Regions from separate parts of the Sus scrofa genome. Here region 2 is linked to region 1. The links are chromatin contacts, called in public HiChIP or PLAC-seq maps. All regions are on one chromosome and are shown on one strand. Each heading gives the region's core, a stretch centred on a gene start, on an enhancer-like site or on the middle of the called end of the contact. The rest is flanking DNA. Distances are from core to core; before and after follow the strand shown.

The links. HiChIP or PLAC-seq counts read pairs in DNA pulled down with a chosen protein or histone mark.
Region 2: a contact with region 1 is called in an H3K27ac HiChIP or PLAC-seq map of skeletal muscle, with 4 times the contacts expected there. The contact joins two enhancer-like sites. A contact is called at or near these places in 1 of 47 Hi-C or Micro-C datasets (embryonic fibroblasts) and 1 of 2 datasets of contacts at active chromatin or transcription factors (skeletal muscle).

What each region holds. Positions count from the first base shown.
Region 1 is chrX:58,122,447-58,128,710 of Sscrofa11.1, forward strand. No RefSeq gene overlaps it. Among named protein-coding and RNA genes, the nearest start is that of ERCC6L, 7.6 kb to the left of the region's middle. Within about 2 kb of position 3,210, at least 10 of the 83 cell types and tissues checked have an H3K27ac peak or open chromatin away from gene starts, as enhancers often do. A contact at or near this core is called in skeletal muscle, where this site is marked.
Region 2 is chrX:58,496,937-58,502,857 of Sscrofa11.1, forward strand. It overlaps PHKA1 (phosphorylase b kinase regulatory subunit alpha, skeletal muscle isoform), which reads right to left. Exons shown (of 32, transcript XM_021080697.1): 18 at 4,427-4,593. Among named protein-coding and RNA genes, the nearest start is that of HDAC8, 49 kb to the left of the region's middle. Within about 2 kb of position 1,490, at least 23 of the 83 cell types and tissues checked have an H3K27ac peak or open chromatin away from gene starts, as enhancers often do. A contact at or near this core is called in skeletal muscle, where this site is marked.

The sequences.
Region 1 (6,264 bases), core at 1,960-4,459:
GCGGCTTGGATCCCCCGTTGCTGTGGCTCTGGCGTAGGCTGGCAGCTACAGTTCCGATTAGACCCCTAGCCTGGGAACCTCCATATGCTGCGGGAGTGGCCCAAGAAATGGCAAAAAGACAAAAAAAAAAAAAAAAAAAAAAAAGCTAAGGTAATTGGAGCAAGGGCTGGAATGCTAGAATCTGAACAGTTTTTTTGCGGTCCAATGCAATGTCACAGGTAAGGAAACTGCCACTGAGAAGGAAGTGACTTGTCCAAGGTTACACCCTGAATCAGTGGCAGAAATTGGATTCAAACCTAAGTTCCTTGACTTCCAGCCCAGTGCTCTTTACAGCACAGATCTTGGCTTCCCTACATATGAGGATGAGGGAGGCCAACTGGGTGTCAGCAAAATGCTGCTTTCAGGGACTGAGCATGGGAGAGGGTATTTTTAGAGATAAGTATAAATAACCAAATGAAATCTTCATATGGCCAAGGAAATCAAGAGTGGGTTTGGGGCAGAAAAGAGAAGAAAGTGATTTGGAAACAGGAAGAATTTAATTTGTGATTCCTGGACACCTAATTAAGCGTTTCTCCTCCTATTTGTAGTTAGTGTTCTAAAGTGGGTGTAGGGTTTTTTGGCGAGTAGAAAAGGGGACTGGACTGAGGTCTTAACACCCTGTTCGGGGATGAGAGGAGTCTGTCCCAGGGGAGGAAGGACAGGAGTGCTCTCCAGCTCTGCTGCCCAGCCATGAGTCATCTCCAGCTCTGCCAGCAGGGGGAGCTGGAAACCAAATTTCCTAAGAATGGCAGCTGGCCTGGCCCCCAGGCTGGATAAATTCTTATTGGAAACTGGTAAAGTCAGCCCAAGATGCTGTGGAAATGACAAGAACAGAGAGGAAAGAGGGAGCCAAGAGTTAGGACTATCCACAGGGTCTTTGCACTAAACTGCTAAATCTAATGAGTGCTTCCTAAACTGCTTTCTAGAGTTTAGGCTGAAGCAGCCACCAAAGGGGAGAGAAGGACAGTTGCTGCTGCAAAAAAAACATGGCATTCTCCACTCTCCTCAGGCTACCTCATCCACTCCCAAGACAGCACAATTCTCTGTCTGGCCTCATCCTCTCTCCTGAGTTTCAGACTTAGACGCCCAGCTGGATACCGGACATGACTTCCTAGAAGCTTAAACTCAACATGGCACTGAACTCATTTCCTGCCCTCCCCAGACCTGTTCCCTCAGTATTCCCCATCTCCAGGAACAGCACTACCAACAGCCTAACGTTAGAGTCAGAAATTGGGAGGCATCTTTCCAATCTACCAATAAGTCCTGTTGGCTCTACCTCCAAAATATATCTCAAATCTGAACACTTCTTTCCATCTCCACTGCCACATTCTGGTCCATGCTACCATCATCTCTTGCCTGGCTCACTACCATAGCCTCCTGACTTTCTGCCTGCTTTTATATGTGTACCAGCTCCCTACTGTCTCCGCACCCAGAAACCAGAGTAATCTTGCTAAAATACCAATCTGGAGTTCTCAGGGGCCTAGCAATTGAGGATCCAGTGTTGTTGCTGCAGTGGCTCAGGTTGCTGCTGTGGTGTGGGTTCAGACCCTGGCCCGGGAACTTCCACATGCCAAGGGCATGGCCAAAAAAAAACCAAAAATAACCCACCAATTTGATTGTGTCCTAGGCTGGTCTAACCCCTTCAAGGCCTCCTCCTTGCCCTCAAAATCAAATCCTTCCTCCTCACTATGGCTTATAAGACCTCCCTGATCTGGCGCCTGACTGCTTCTCTTGCATTTTTCACGGCCCCTACACACACACACACACACACACACACACACACACACACACACACACCACACACACATCACACATCACACATCACACATCACAATATTCTCAAACTGAACTACCTCCACTTACTCAAATCTTGCCTCTAGGCCTTCTCACATGCTGTTTCCTCTCTCTGGACTTTCTTCCCCTCCTTTGTGTCTCATTATCCTCCTATCCACCCCTTGGCTCTTAGATCTCCCTTCTTTCAAGGACCTTTCATGATCCTGACCATCAGTGGTCCTCTATGACACAATGTGCCATGCCCTGCCTTTATCTTTGGATTTAGTCCATGGAATGTAGTGGCCTGATTACCTCTCTGGCTCCCCCATGATCACGTGATCTCTGTGAAGGACAGATCTGTCTTGCACAGTTACAGCTTCACAGAGCTTAGCAAGTACTTACACATAGTAGCTAGTAAGTAAATATTTGTTAGAGGGATGGATGAATTTATCAATCAATTCACGAATCCTAAAGGAGAGCAATGGGCACCATGTTGAAGAACTTGAATGAGGCTGTGGGTAGGACTGATACATTCAAAGAGATAATGGGGACTAGGAACCAGGGAAGAGGGGAGGTCCAATGGCCCCTCTTGCCAGCATTGCCCTGTCTCCCTCTTGAATTTGCCTCAAGATGCACCTGAAAACTGGAGTTCCTGTTGTGATTCAGCGGGTTAAAAACCCAACTAGTATCCATGAGGATGTGAGTTCTATCCCCGGCATTGCTGTGGCTGTCATGTAGGCTATTGGCTGTACCTCTGATTCAACCCCTAACCTGCGAACTTCCATATGCCACAGGTGAGGCCCTGGAAAAAAAAAAAAAAAGAACAGACCTGGAAATAGCGTAGTAGAGGAATCTGAGACTACACCCAGGAATAGGATATTTCTTTTCTAGTCCCTTCCCAAATCTTTGCTGGGACAAAACCACCCATGCTTGGCTGTAAGATGGACAGGCTCCAACCAGCGCTGAGTTTTGGTAGACTCCCTGGATACCCTATACCCCCTTGTTCCCCAGGTCAAGGGCATTTCTGGGAACTCTGGTGAGTTTCTTGTCAGCTTCCTCGCCCTCCTGGAGCAGCAGAGAAACCCTCCCTACATGGATGGGCCCCTCTCCCAAAAGCTGGAATCAAGGCTCCTCCCTGGTGCCAGCCAAAGAAGGGACTTCCAGGGGGGACTTAATCTTAACCTTTGTGGCCCTTTTCCTTTCTTCTTTGACACTAAAAGAGACAGAGAGTAAAAATTACAAGCTCTTGAGTGAGGGATGAGGGTTACATTTTCCTCCAGCCCTTCGAAGGCCTTGGCCCCCTGCCCAGATCTGAGTCAGGAACTGTATGTCCCAGAGAATTGGCTTCCCAGCCATCTGCTCTAAGCTTAAAGAGCCTAGGGGCCTTCGTGGGACACTCTGTTCAAATCAGCCAAGAAGGGCAGGGTGAGGACAACACAGCAGGAGGGACCTTGGCCAGTCTAGGCCTCTGAAGGTGTGGAGGGATGGGACAGATACATGACACCAAGGCATGTGGAGGGCATGGCAAATCCCCAAGCAGAGAGCTCCTCTCACAGCCCAGCTGCACTGCTCCTAGAGCCAAGCTTTTCCAGCTCCCCTTTCGAGGGAACTAATGGCTTTGTGAGCATCTACTTTATGCCAGGCATTTCCCCCACAACAAGTGATAAATAACTGTTCTCCTTTACCAATCATAGGAACCAAGACTCAGGGAGGCAAATTGCATTATGCAAGGTCATGCAGCAAGTACACAGCAGATTCAAAGACACCAGGATCAGGCTATCAACTCCCAGCTCCTTGGTGGATAGTTGCCAAAGTGACTAGAAAATGATTCTCCCTTTCAGTGAGTAGATAGGCAGACTGGGGACAATGCCTGGGAAGAGATACAGAAGGTCACACTCCTTGTGCCCCTGAGACACAGCTTGCTCCATTCAGGAGAAAACCTGTCTTTGTCCCTTTGACACACATCATCTCCAAGTGGTAGAAATGGGTCAAGCAATAAGGTCAAGTCGAACACGAGGAAAATGTTAGGGTGGAGACAAGAAAAGACTGACCTAAGGTCTCACATCAGAGGATAAGAGAATAGTTGTGATGAATAAGCCTATCCAAGAAGCCAGACAGATCCACAGGAGGAAGAATGACAAGGCACCCCTCATTCCTAAAATCCTGACAGCCCTAGACATTCACACAGATTGAAAAACCAATCCTCTGCCATAGTTGCCAGTGGGCAGATTTGGGGACCCATAAAATCTGCGGAATGATGTCTCTGCAGCTAATCTTTAGTGTACCAGGATTTCTCAACCTTAGATTCATGTTAGAATCACTGGGGAATCTTTTAAAAAACAGTGGCTAGGGAGTTCCTGTCGTGGCGCAGTGGTTAACGAATCCGACAAGGAACCATGAGGTTGCAGGTTCGATCCCTGCCCTTGCTCAGTGGGTTAATGATCCAGCATTGCCGTGAGCTGTGGTGTAGGTCACAGACACGGCTCGGATCCCACGTTGCTGTGGCTCTGGCGTAGGCCGGTGGCTGCAGCTCCAATTAGACCCCTAGCCTGGGAACCTCCATATGCCGTGGGGGAGTGGCCCAAGAAATGGCAAAAAGACAAAAAATAAATAAATAAAAATAAAAACAGTGGCTATATTTACAATACATTAACAAAGGACTAGTATCCAGAAAATATAAAGAGTTCCTACAAATCAGTAATAAAATGATGACCTCCCCCAAATATATACCTAGCCCAAATGTCCTGGAATATGTGCATGGATAAACAAATGTTGATGTACCCATACAAGGGAATACCACACAGCAATAAAAAAGGAAGTTGAGGGGGTTCCCTTGTGATGCAGTGGGTTAAGGATCTGGGGTGGTCATGGGAGGGGCCTAGGTTGCTGCTACAGCATGGCTTCAATCCCTGGCGCAGGAACTTCCACAGCCACAGGCACAGGCAAAATAAAGGGAAGTTGATCAGTGCAACAGTTTGAATGAATTGCAAAGCCATTATGCTAAATGAAAGAAACCAATCTCAAAACGTTACCTACTGCTTGATTCCATTTATATGCATTTCAAGAACAATCAAAATGAATCTATAATAGAAATCAGAATGGTGGTTGCCTCTGGCAGGGCTAGGGGATTGACTGGGACTGGATGATGGAAATGGTCTATGTTTTGTTGGGGCAGTGGTTACACAGGTACCTACGATTATCACAATTTGTTGAACTATATGCTTAAGAACTGCACGTTTTTTTTTTTCTTTTTGGCCACACCTGCAGCATGTGGAAATTCCCAGGCCAGGGACTGAACCCATACCACAGCAGTGACCCGAGCTGCAGCAATGACAACACTGGGCTTTAACCCACTGAACCATAGAGGAACTCCAAGACCTATGCATTTTACTGTGTGTTGATTATACTTCAATTTTCAAAATCATGCCCAGGCCCCGCTCCCGACTAATTAAATCAAAATCTCTAGAGGTGGGGCCTGGGCAAGGGCATTTTTTTTTTTTTTTTGCTTTTTAGGGCTGTGCCTTTGGCATATGGAGGTTCCCAGGCTAGAGGTCAAATCAGAGTGGTAGCTGCCAGCCTATGCCACAGCCACAGCAATGCTGGATCCTTAACCCACTGAGCGAGGCCAGGGCTCAAACCCGAATCCTCATGGATCCTAGTCGGGTCTGTTAACTGCTGAGCCACGAAGAGAACTCCCTGGGCAATGGCATTTTTTAAATCTCCCCAGGTAACACTAAAATGCAACAGTCTGAGAACCACTGATTAATATTTCCATTAGTACCACCTTTCCCTAGCAACAAACCCACTCAGCCTCCTTGGTCACAGAAGCTTTTCGAAGGTGCCCATCAGAAAAAGTCGCTCCTATTTTCACCAGCAGAGGTAGGAAAAGAAGGTAAGTGAGGTGAGGGTAGGCACTTATCAATATATCTGGAGGGTGTTTCCTATCAAAACATGAAAACACTGGATCTTATACTTTAAAATGGTTAAAATACTGAAGTTAATCTTATGTGAATTTCATCTCAAGTTAAAAAGTTAAAAAATAAAAACATCAAGAACTTCCTTTGTTGTTTTTGTTTTGTTTTGTTTTGGCTGCATCTGCCCCTCAAGTTTACAGTGAAGAGTCCTCAACCACTAGGCCACCAGGGAACTCCAAGAGCTCCCTTTATTTTAATGACTGTATATTTTCCATTATAAGAGTGCACTTTAATTTAATGGACCAGTCCCCTGTTGATGGATATTTTCCCCAATCTTTTGTTGTCGCAAACATTGCGGCAATAAATATCCTGGTACGTGCATTTTTGTGAATATGTGTGAGGATATCTGTTGGATAATTTTCTAAAAGTGGAATTGTTAGGTCAAAGTGTATGTAGCTTTCTCCTCTTTTTTTTTTTTTTTTTTTGGCTTTTTAGGGCCACACCCTCAACATGTGGAAGTTCCCAGGCTAGGGGGTGA
Region 2 (5,921 bases), core at 240-2,739, 370 kb after region 1:
AGTGAAGTTACATATGGGTTGGTTCTTTATAGAACAAGAATGAGAAATTTACCTTTTATTGGTAATAGCAAAGAAAAGAAATATGAATGTCCTATAAATCAAAGTATGTTCAATCAATCAATCAACCTTTTTTGAATGCAATGTCTAGAATTGAAGCATCAGCTGGGCATATAAGATATTAAATTCTATGAATGTAATCAGTACTACAATGGTGATATCTCATTACTTTAATATAACACCACATATTACAAAAAGAACCCAGTTACATTTTTATCTTTTCTGGACTCTTCTAGGAGAATATCTGGCTGCAGGCAGTTGGACTTCCTTGATTCTCATCTAGGGAATTAAAAAGTGTACTTTCTGACTAATTTTGAGATATTCCTAAGATTTTTACTTACGGTTCATTGTTGACATACTTACCATAACCTCTAAGGAGAGACTCTCTTGTCATTTTTGCCATTTTATAGATACAGAAAGAGAGATACAGAGCTCAAGTAACTGTTCAAGCAAAGTAAGTAGTAGAGCTGGGAATTAAGCTCAAGTTTCCTGATTCACAATATACAAGTATGGCTTAATAAAGCTGCTATCTTTGCATAAGCCCTTTGTCAAGGAAGCATATACGAAGGCTATGTATGCTAAGCTTTTCCCTAGCCTAAATGTTAAATGATCCCTCAATGATCATGTTTAATATCTTTGGTTAGTAATGGTCAATAGAATTTTAGACAGTAAGAGCATGCATCTCAATCATTTTGTCATCTGTGAAATGTTAACATTTAGGTCCTCTAGGTGTGGCCAAGGAGCCCTTCTGTCCCTTCATATGCAGCTACCATAAGGTACTGAACACTCTTAAGAACTGTGACTACTCTGAGCAATGTGTAGTAGAAAAGAGATTCTTCACTGCAAATATTACTGAAGGAGGGTAGTGGTCTTGGGGAGGAGAATGGCAAAGTTGTTAAAAGAATGATACTATAGTTGACAAATACAGCTCTATGCTGCTGGAACAACTGACTGTATAAGTTACAGCTGGCCTAAGGAACCAGATGTAGCTTACTTACGGGAGACTATCTCCCTCTCCATTGCAAGGCTATCGTGTAATGATCTACAATGCTTTCCTCTTTAAATGAAATTACTTCCAAATTAGAAGGAGAAAAATCATTTCCGTCTTTTAATACTTGTGTATTAATACTGAATATGCACCATCCTTTTTGTTCTGTCTCTTCTTGCTATGTAACTGGTTAAACTAAACCCAATTCATTACTTTTACAAATATTTCAGTGTCTAATATCTTCTAAGTGCTGTGTGAGATGCTGGGGATAAAGAAGTGAACAAAACAAAGTTCCTGCTTACACTGTAATAAACACCCCACCCCCATCCTGGGCTTCACGTCATCCTGTTCCTGACTCCAGTGAGTCATGGCATTACTCACTCTGTACATGCAGCTCCTTGGCCTTGGTCACCAAGGACATTAAATCGCAGGTTGTTTGCACAGCCGCTCGGAACCGATTTAGCCCTCCCTTCTGTGAGGTAGGGCCTAGTTTAGCATGGGGAGCAGTGTGTGCCAAGAGGTGATCTAAATAACGAGCAACTTCATCACCACAGCGAGCTGAAAGGTTAGTGGGAGGAGGGGGGAGAGAAAAAATAAACATTTTAGTTATTTCATAATCTACCCCACCAAACAGAATGACTGGCTCCTGTGCCCACAACACCAGAAATAAGTTGTTTTAGCTCATGGGAAAAAAATGTTTGTGATCATTATACAATCTTATAGTTTTATTTTTCAGAAACTTGGCCATTTACCAGGCCCCACCTGTTCTTCAACTTTGTTGAGACAATATTAGGGCCCCCTCCAAAAGAGTATAACTTATTAAAGGCCAGGTGGAGCTTTTCATAATCTATGTATGTGTGTGATGATAGTGGTGGTGGCAGTGGTGGTAGAGGAGGGCCATTTGGCTCTCACTTGTATGAGGAGACTTGTGGGGAAGGGCAAAAACTTTCCCCCAGACATTGTGCCTAGTTGAAAAGAGTTATTTAGATTCTACAAATGGCAGTTGCAATTGCTACAGAAAAAATAATGGGTGTCAAATGAACTACTGACCACACGTTTGTTCTTTCTAGTCACCTCCTTCATTTATTCACCAAATATTTATTGCCCACTATGTACCAGGTGGTGTACTAGGTGCTGAGGTTTTAGTGTTGAAGACGACAGATATGGTCCTTTTCCTCTTGGACTCTCCCTCTCCAACATACCTTCGATAACATTATCTCTGACTATGGATAATGGTAACCAAATATATATATATATATCTCCTGTGGATGCCCTCACATTTCAGAGTTTACATGAACATTTACAACAGTTATAGCTGGAAAAGCCCAGTTTTTGGATCAATACTGAAGTTTTCTATGTCAGTCATACATCATCTGGATTTTGATCATCTTTAGGGAACTTTCCAGATGTCTTTCTGTTCTCTGATGTGACTAATAGAAATCAGTAGAGCTGCAAGAATGGACCTCATACTCAGTGACATCCTAATAACAAATATTATAACCGTGAATACAATCTACACATTTGAGTGGAGGATTATGAATAATATATAGAGAAGTGCTCTCCTCATGGATGGGCTGACAAGTAATAAACACTCCCATTGTGAGGTCACCAAGGAGTAAACCCAGAGATGTGGGAAAGTGACTCAGAGTGTATAATATCAAATCAGTAAAACATATCATTAAAGAGATAGGTATATTTCAGAAAGTAATCTAAGAGAATGAATGCTACAGATGTAATCACAACTACCCATGGAATAGCAAACATCCTCAATATATGATTGTCTGGTTTTCAAAATATTTCAGCGTACACCAAGATAGATATCATGACTTTGGATATTACTAATAATAGGAAATTACCCTGTATTTAATGTTCTCTTCCAACAAAGAAATTCACACTATTTTATATTTTATTTTATTTTTTTGTCTTTTGTCCTTTTAGGTCCACACCCGCGGCATATGAAGGTTCCTAGGCTAGGGGTCTAATTGGAGCTGTTGCTGCCGGCCTACACCAGAGCCACAGCAATGCCAGAACCACAGCAATGCCAGATCCAAGCCATGTCTGCAACCTACACCACAGCTCACAGCAACGCTGGATCCTTAACCCATTGAGCGAGGCCAGGGATCAAACCCGCAACCTCATGGTTCCTAGTTGGATTCATTTCCTCTGCACCATGACGGGAACTCCTTGTTTTTTATTTTATATTTTTGTTATTTTTTTCCTTTTAGGGCCACACCCATGGCATATGGAGGTTCCTAGGCTAGGGGTTGAATCGGAGCTGTAGCTGCTGGCCTACATCACAGCCACAACAATGCAGGATTGGAGCCATGTCTGCAACCAACACCACAGCTCATGGCAATGACGGATCCTTAACCTACTGAGCGAGGTCAGGGATAGAACCTGCGTCCTCATGGATGCTAGTCAGATTCGTTTCCACTGAGCCACAACGGGAACTCCCACACTATTTTAGATCTTACAAAAACAAATACAGGGTAAATTAAATGGTGCTTAGAAGAATAAATGCTGAGCCCAAATGAGAATATACTCCATGTGACTGCTGGTGTGTTGGCTTAGTGTATATGAGATTATACTTGCTAGTTCACTGAGGAAAGCTAATTTATTTTTTCTTCTCTCCAACACACCACCTGTAAGATAAAGGCTAACAGTCAAATACCTAGACAATGAAAGCAGACCAACCATGTTTTAGATAGCTAGAACAATTCTCTCCTATCGGTCCTTCTCTCTTTGGGATTCAAATGATGTAATGCTTGCCCTGCCTGCATTTTAACACTTTAGGGTGTTTCTCAGGCATTTTCAATATTATGCCCCCAAAATACTTTCTCACTATATCATCTTTGTATTCCTAGCAGCATATTAGATTTTGTTCTGCTTTGTCTAGGTTGTAATATAAAAGTGATAGGTATACCAAATTGGCTTTTTCAAACTACAGAGGCCTCCCTAGAGATTTTGATGTGTCCCTGTAATATTCTATATAAAAGAACTCTAATTGGACTTCATATTTTTATGCCAAAAAGCACTACTGTGTGTGTCTAGTTTTCCTACTACATACTTGATTAAATATCCCTCACTCACCATTGCTTCCTCACATTTTAAAAGCACCAGTCATTTTACGTACCCAGGATAGACATCTACTCTACCCTTGGTAAGGGACAGTCCAACTCTGTACTCCAGAATGACCACAGGGGTATTAGACCAGAACCCAAAGGTAAGTAGAAGGATGAAAAGTGAAGCCAAACAAAAGTAGAAATCTAGGTGTATTAAATAGGAGTGAGACTATTGGCAGAGAGGAATATTAAGAAAGACGCTCAACAATACTTTGTGTTCTTGTCTGGCAAGGCCAGTGCCTTAGTGAAGTCTCCTTACCATTATTGGTTGAACCATAGCCATTCATCCAGTCACCAGATTCTAGCTCATTATCGTAGTCATCATAATCTTCACTGTACAGTTTACCCTCAGGTCCAGGGTCCATGAAACTCAAATGTGTACAGCAAGATGTTGTCAAAAATTCTGACAATTTACCTGTTTGAATCCTAATATTAGAGGGTAAATAGAAAACAGAAAATCAGAGGAGATTCTTTTAAAAAACCGCATAGTTTAGTGAAAAAGGATACCTAGAATGTTCTGTTGGGGAATTACTAATGTTTATACATTAGTAGAAACTTTATAAAAGAGAAATTATACAGCACTCCTAGACATAATACAGTATAAGTTAGGGTACCATGTTAATAAATATAATTATGGGCTCACAATCCACCAGCAGATCAGTTTTGCTCTCTTTCACTGCCATGTACTATGTTGCTAACTATGCCAAACATCTGGCAAATATTTCCACTGGCTACAAGTGAACCTGGGACAGAGTAAAGATAAATAATCACAACTCCATCATATCATGTCAAAAAATACTCAAAAAGATCATTTTGAACAGGGAAAATAGTATCTGAAAATTTTAAGAACTAAAATATATTATAAGGCATATCCTCCCTTACTTATAAAGCCAATTGCAAAACCCAAACTCAAAGGGAAATTCATTAGTACTGATTTTCTAAAGAAGTCAGCTTGACAGCACTCCCAGTGCCAGATCTTGAGTAATTTGAACATTGAAATAAATAATGGAATGGAACACGACATAAGAATAAAATAAGAATCTATGTTTCTATGCTGACACTAAAACTACAAAATAAAAGGGGGGTAAGGGAAAGCTCTTTTTTTTTTTAAACAGAAGGATTCCAACTAGCAAATGTACACAGAATGACAGAAACACAGAATCATCATTTTACAACCCCATTAGTAATAACTGATTCATTAGCAAAAGCTAAAGCCATTTAGTCAAAGACTGTTGGAGAAAGAATAATGGAAAAACCTGGAAGAAAGCACTTTAACCAAAATGAGAGACCTTCTGTAAAATAACTGACTTATTTTCCTCAAAACTGTAATAAAAATTGTCATACAATATTAACAAAAGGCTAGGGAATTGTTTTAGTTTAAAAGACATGAAGGAGATATAATAACCAAAAGACATCAATAACCCATCAAGGAAGATATAATAACCAAAAGCCATCAATAACTCATCAAGGAGATATAATAACCAATAACCATCAAGGAGATATAATAACCAATGAGCGATCTTTCATTGGATCTGGAGTGGGAAAAAAGCTATGGGAAAACATTATTGAGACAACTGGGTAACTTTGAATGGGGACCCTTTATTAGATAATAGTATCATATTAATATTAATTTTTCTGAGTGTGATGATTATATTGTACTTATGCATGAGAATACCCTCTTTCTTAGAAGACAGAAACTGAAGTATTTAGGGTTGAAGAGTCATGGTATCTCTAACTCTCGCACAGTTTAGCAA